2 separate regions of the Macaca mulatta genome follow, and region 1 is linked to region 2. Evidence: chromatin contacts called from public Hi-C data. All regions are on one chromosome and are shown on one strand. The core of a region is the stretch at or near the end of the contact, and the rest is flanking DNA. Distances in the headings are between cores, read along the strand shown. Region 1 holds the start of CFAP97 (cilia and flagella associated protein 97). Region 2 holds the start of SLC25A4 (solute carrier family 25 member 4).

Evidence for each region. Hi-C and Micro-C count contacts between places; a contact is called where the count stands out from the background.
Region 1: a contact with region 2 is called in a Hi-C map of fetal cortex germinal zone, with 2.8 times the contacts expected there. The contact joins the promoter of CFAP97 here to the promoter of SLC25A4 in region 2. A contact is called at or near these places in 2 of 14 Hi-C or Micro-C datasets (fetal cortex germinal zone and fetal cortical plate).

What each region holds. Positions count from the first base shown.
Region 1 is chr5:193,643,474-193,646,173 of T2T-MMU8v2.0, forward strand. It overlaps CFAP97 (cilia and flagella associated protein 97), which reads right to left and starts at 1,420. Exons shown (of 4, transcript XM_078002495.1): 1 at 1,326-1,420.
Region 2 is chr5:193,578,741-193,581,579 of T2T-MMU8v2.0, forward strand. It overlaps SLC25A4 (solute carrier family 25 member 4), which reads left to right and starts at 1,386. Exons shown (of 4, transcript NM_001258165.1): 1 at 1,386-1,614. The coding sequence starts at 1,504.

The sequences.
Region 1 (2,700 bases), core at 170-2,669, 65 kb after region 2:
AAAAAAAAAAAAAAAAAAAATCACCGTGTTTCAGCCTAGTTTCCTTGATAGTTTGCTGTCCTCTTCCCCCACCCCTCCAGATACACACACCAGAACTATGCCTTTATCTGCATCTATGGTAAGGTCATACAAGTCCCCAAGAGCTGGAAGCCGGCTGCCTCCCTAAATGGCCACAGTTCACGCGCCATGGTGCGTAGTCCGGTGCCTGTGAGACTTTTCAGGTTTAAATTTTGGTTAATAACATCCAACAGCGTTATTGTAAAGATTTAAACACTCATGTGACTTAATTTACAGGAAAATTTACCCAACATTCCCATCCACTAAGCAATTCTTTTGATAACATTTACTACGAAGTGATTTAATTTACCACAGAGAATAAATAAGAAAAATGACTTAATAAAGTAGTTAAGACTCTCTTTACAACAGACTAGGAAAGGGTAAAATTAAAGGATAGTTCATCAGACCATAACAACCCTCTGGTGCTCAATCAAGACAGAGCTTTGCCAGGAGGGGCGTGGCTCACGCCTGTAATCACGGCACTTTGGGAGGCCGAGACAGGAGGATGGCTTGAGCCCAGGACTTGGGAGGCTGCAGTGAGACATGATCGTGCACTCCACCCTGAGGCACAGAGCAAGGCCTTGTCTCAAAAAATAAAAATAGAGACAGAGGCAAGTTTTCACCAAAGCTGCCTGGGAGTCACTGGACACACCCCACTTGCCAGGTCCTACAGTCAGCAGTAACCCGACTAGCGCTTTCACCGAACATCAGGAAAATACACAGAAAAGCACCGGACACTTTTTAAACTGTCATCTTGTTACTGTGACATTTCTGTAGTTAAATAGTACAATAGGCCTCCAACAAGATACCCAATTGGGTACATGAAAATCCCGGCCCAAATTAAACACCTGTTTCAAGGAACTCTGGGCTCTTGTCCACACCCCCTACCGTCCCCGGAAGGCAAATGGTCCCTCGGGCCTCGTGGGATAGGTTCGAGTACTTAGAGGTAGGAGGCAGTCGTCAGGGCCCTGCATGTGGTCGCGGCCCAATCTCAATTTAGGGATGATCCCGACCCTCAACGCCACCCGGAACGCGTGAGAGGGCGGGACCCACCGTTCTCGCCGGGGAACGGGGTGCGGCGGCGCCGGGACCCGCCGCCACGGGCGCCTCTGTCGTGGGGGCGCGGCCTCCCACCGCCCGCGCAGGCTTCGTTAAACCCACCCCGAGTACTCGCCGCCGCCTGGGCTCCGGAGCGGGGAAACGGATTCGAACGGAAAGGAGCGTGACCCCGCGAGCAGGGAGGCAGGAGCCGCTCGCGCGCCCCTCACCTGAGAGCCGCGGCCGCCACAGCCCCACGCGCGGCGCTGGCGCACTCCCGCGACCCTGAACGGGCTCCCGGCGCCGCGCGCCCGCGCTTCCGGAGGCGGAGAGAGCGGAAAGGGAAAGGAGGGGCGGCGCGGGGCCCGGCGCTTCGGGAGAGGCGGGGGCGCACGCCGGGCCTCGCGCGGCCCTCGCGGCGGGCGTCACAGAGCGCGGCGGGCAGGCGGCCAGGCCGGGGCTCCACGCGGGCGGAGCTGGAGGCCGGGCCAGGGACGCGCACACGAGAAGAGCCGCGGAAGAAGGCGGTCCAGCCCGCGTGGTTGCCAGGGCGCCCTAGAGGCATTACTGCTGCTCCCGGCTGCCTAGGGCGACGCGGGTAGGCCCCGTTGTTATCGTGAGTTAATAGGGAAAGCTGCCTTGATTATCTTGTAATTCTCTACCAAAACAAGAATAAAAAAGGACGGCGGCTGTGTGTTTGTGATATTTTCTATCAGCAAAGTTCAGTTCATACCACTAGTTCGTCCTATGGACCAGAGGCTGGTAGCAGAATGGAAAGACCTTTGCCGAGGGGTCCACGAGGTGGGTAGTTAAAACAATCTAAGGTAAAAATGATCTCTGCAGAATATATTGAATGCAATAACTTCTCGTTGAACTCTCAGGTATGGTAGGATGATGGCACCCCAAAAATGTGTACCTCCTAATCCCCACATCACGTGAATATGTCACCTTATGTAGCAGACAGGACTTAGCTGATGTGATTAAGGATCAAAATGGGAAGATTAACTTGGATTATCCAGTGGACCCAACGGAATCACAAAGGTCCTTATAAGAGGGAGACAAGAAGTTCAAAGTCAGTAGTGGGAGCTGTGAGCACAGAAGCTAGAGGTTGGAGTGATGTCAGAAAGAGGTAATGAGCCAAGGAGTGCAGGTAGGAGCTGCAAAAGGAGGAAACGGATTCTCTCCTGAAACCTTCGGAAGGAACCCGAGCCCACAAATTTTGATTTTAGACTTAAGACCTTCAGCACTGTAAGACGATACACTTGTGTTGTTTTAACTACTAAATGTGTAGTAATTTGTTATAGCAGCAATGGTACCCAATCCAGTAGGTACTCAATAAATATTGTTCATACCCTAAGTGCAAAGAAGGGTAGGAAATATGGGTCTTACCCTGTCCCGGGGAGTTCCAGTAAAGATTGTCTGTTTTGGTCCTTCACAATGCATTTTGTACTTGTTGGTCTTAATTACCAAAAGTATAATCAATTCTCTTTTTGTTGCCTAAAAGAAACCATTGGTTGGGCGTGGTGGCTCACGCCTGTAATCCCAGCACTTTGGGAGGCTGAAGCGGGTGGGCCATCTGAGAGGGGTTCAAGACCAGCCTGAATA
Region 2 (2,839 bases), core at 136-2,635:
CTGTTTGTCTCTTCCGAGGTCTTGACTTTCTGTCTGCTCTGACCTCAGGCAACTTTGCACTAGTTCCTAGCTTTCATTCTGCTTACCTGGATTGCGGAACTCTAGCCTGCCCCACTCTTAGAAAAACGCTTGCCCTCTGTGGCCCTGGAACCGGAGTGACTTCTGCTATACCAAAGTCTCCAGGCCCAGGTGACACACAGCTGCAGCTCCATAAACCTCTAACATGATGTCAGCAAACATAATAAAGAAAAAAGCTTATAAAAACAATAAACTTCGTTAAAGGTACAAATGAAAATTAGCAAACATGGGAAGATCATTGAGTAAAGAGTTTAAAGTTAAAAACAAATTGCAGTCATTCTAGGGGAAGGAACAGTTGTATTTGAAAAGCTGTATGGTTACATGAACTGCCTAAAAAACAAGCTAAGGAAAATAAAAGCTCAAATTTATATATTTTAAGAAATTAATTGCAATCAATTTCCTGGGATTAAATAGCATTTCCTCAACCCCAGCTGCCATTAAAAAGAGGCAAATACAGCTAAGGACTGGATCTTCTCTGGAAGACTGACAGCACTGACCCTCAAGAAGGCACCAGCTGACTGAGAACATTCTGCCCTGATATGTGCTGAAATTCCGCTGAGAGCAGAGTGGTACGTTAAACCCTTTAGGGGCTTACAAAAGAAGTGACCTGTGTTTTAGAGTCAGAGTTTTGCCAAAACAAGTATGAATTCACCTAGTCCCCCCTGCACCAGGCCTTTCCTGTGGGCACTGAGTGCCAGACACATCAATATGTAACAGCAGAATGAATGATGGAACGAACGATTGAATGAAATGAAGTGAGAGGCAGCAGTTTGTCAGATTCTATGAGGCAATCACAGCATCGAGTGACCACAGTATCTGAGAGGATTGCCATTTATTCTCTCCGGAGCGCACGGCTCTAAGGAAGCCCATATCCAGGCAGTGAGTTCTGGTGGGGGGCGCCTTTAGATGCAAGAAGGAGGAAACGGCTCGAAATCCCTGGGCCTGAGGGCGGCCCGTGCAGGCTGGAGGGTCAAGAACGCTCCGCTGGAGGCAGCCGCCCGGTGTCTGCCCCGGCTTCAACCCGGCCTAAGGCTGCTTGTGCTATAAATACGCGGCCCACATGCCGCGGTGACACGGTGTTCCTTGGGCTCGGCGGGACAGATAACATGAATGTGCCCTTTAAATGTCCCAAGTTGCAGGGACAGCCCCCGGCCCAGCCCCGCTCCCGGAAACGCCTTCGCCCCCGATGCCCTCTGAAGCGGGAGGAGGGGGCGCCGCGTACATGGCCAGCCAATGCGCGGCGCGCGCGCCGGCCGCGACCCGCCTCCTCTCGCGAGAGCCCGGCGCGGATATAAGGGGGGGCTGCGGGCGAGGCGGCGGCCCCTTCGCGTCGCGCAGGGTCGGGGACTGCGCGGCGGTGCCAGGCCGGGCGTGGGCGAGAGCGCGAGCGGGCTGCCCGCGGGCTGAGTGCGTCGAGCTGTCACCATGGGTGATCACGCTTGGAGCTTCCTAAAGGACTTCCTGGCCGGTGGTGTCGCCGCTGCAGTCTCCAAGACCGCGGTCGCCCCCATCGAGAGGGTCAAACTGCTGCTGCAGGTGAGGACGGCGCGGTGCAAGGGGTGGTGCGGGCGCGGTGCGAGGCGCGGGCGCTGGCGAGGTGGGCCGGGCGGGGCGCGCGATGCGGCGCGAGCTGCAGGGTGCGGGGCGCCGCGGAAAATCTGCGCCAGGCCACAGGCCCGGGCGCCCGCCCGCTTGTGGGGGAAGAAGGTGCCCTCTGCGTAGAGACAGGTCCAGCGTCAGTCGCAGATTCCTGGTGTCGGGTGGCGCCCGGCGTTCGGGTGTCTATATATGGAAACCCACCCGGAGCCGGTTTACGTGTGCCAGATCCTGCGCCCGTGACAGCCCGGGCGTGCACTCAGGCCTGGAGGCACCTAGTGATTGCCAGTATTTTTGGCACCGTCTTATGCGCACGCACCTTTACAATGAAAACACCAAAATAATCATCACGCAGGAATTCCCTTATCGTATCTCACGCACAGTGCTGTATGCAGGCTGACGCCTTCATCTTTATGTAACCTCTGTGAGAGAGTTTTTCTTCTCCATTTTACAGATGAAGCTGAGGTTTTGAAATGTTAAGAAACAATTTTCGGAATAAACTCAGATCATCCTGTCTCCAAATCTTTTCCTCCCCTACCTGGTCGCTGAATGGCTTATCATCATCCTCCTGTTTTTCTCCACCTGCCCAAAAGGTCAGGGCCCCTCAATGAGGAAGAGCCCAATTTGGGAGTCAAAATTGCTAACAAACCCCCCCACAAATTGCTCACAAAGGCAGCGAAACCTCAATAATTGATTACTTGGATTGTCTGCTTGAAAACTTTGGAGCCCTAATGCTTAGTGGATTTATTCTCCTTCCTCTATTAGAGCATCTACTAGAGATCCTCATCTCCAGGGTGATCAGAGTGACACTGAGAAATTGTCATTTTTTGGCCATCATGTCTATTAAATCCAAAGCCCTTTGAAGCAGGGAGTGTTACTCATTCTGTCCCCCAGTAAGCCCCTCATACAGTTCTCAGACCTAGGGAAAGTGAAATAGATAAATGGCTAGCTTTATACAATTCAGTCACCTCTTCAGTTTATTTGGGGCAACACCTTTTCCCTCAAATACCCTAATAATTGAAGCCACATTGGATTATTTTGGCTTGTTATCTAGTAACTAACATGGATAACAGTATCCATTTACATGTCCTCAGTATCCATTTGATTTCCTCATCCTTTTTTTCTTCAAAAAAAAAAAAAAATCTAGGAAGTGCAAACCTTCTTT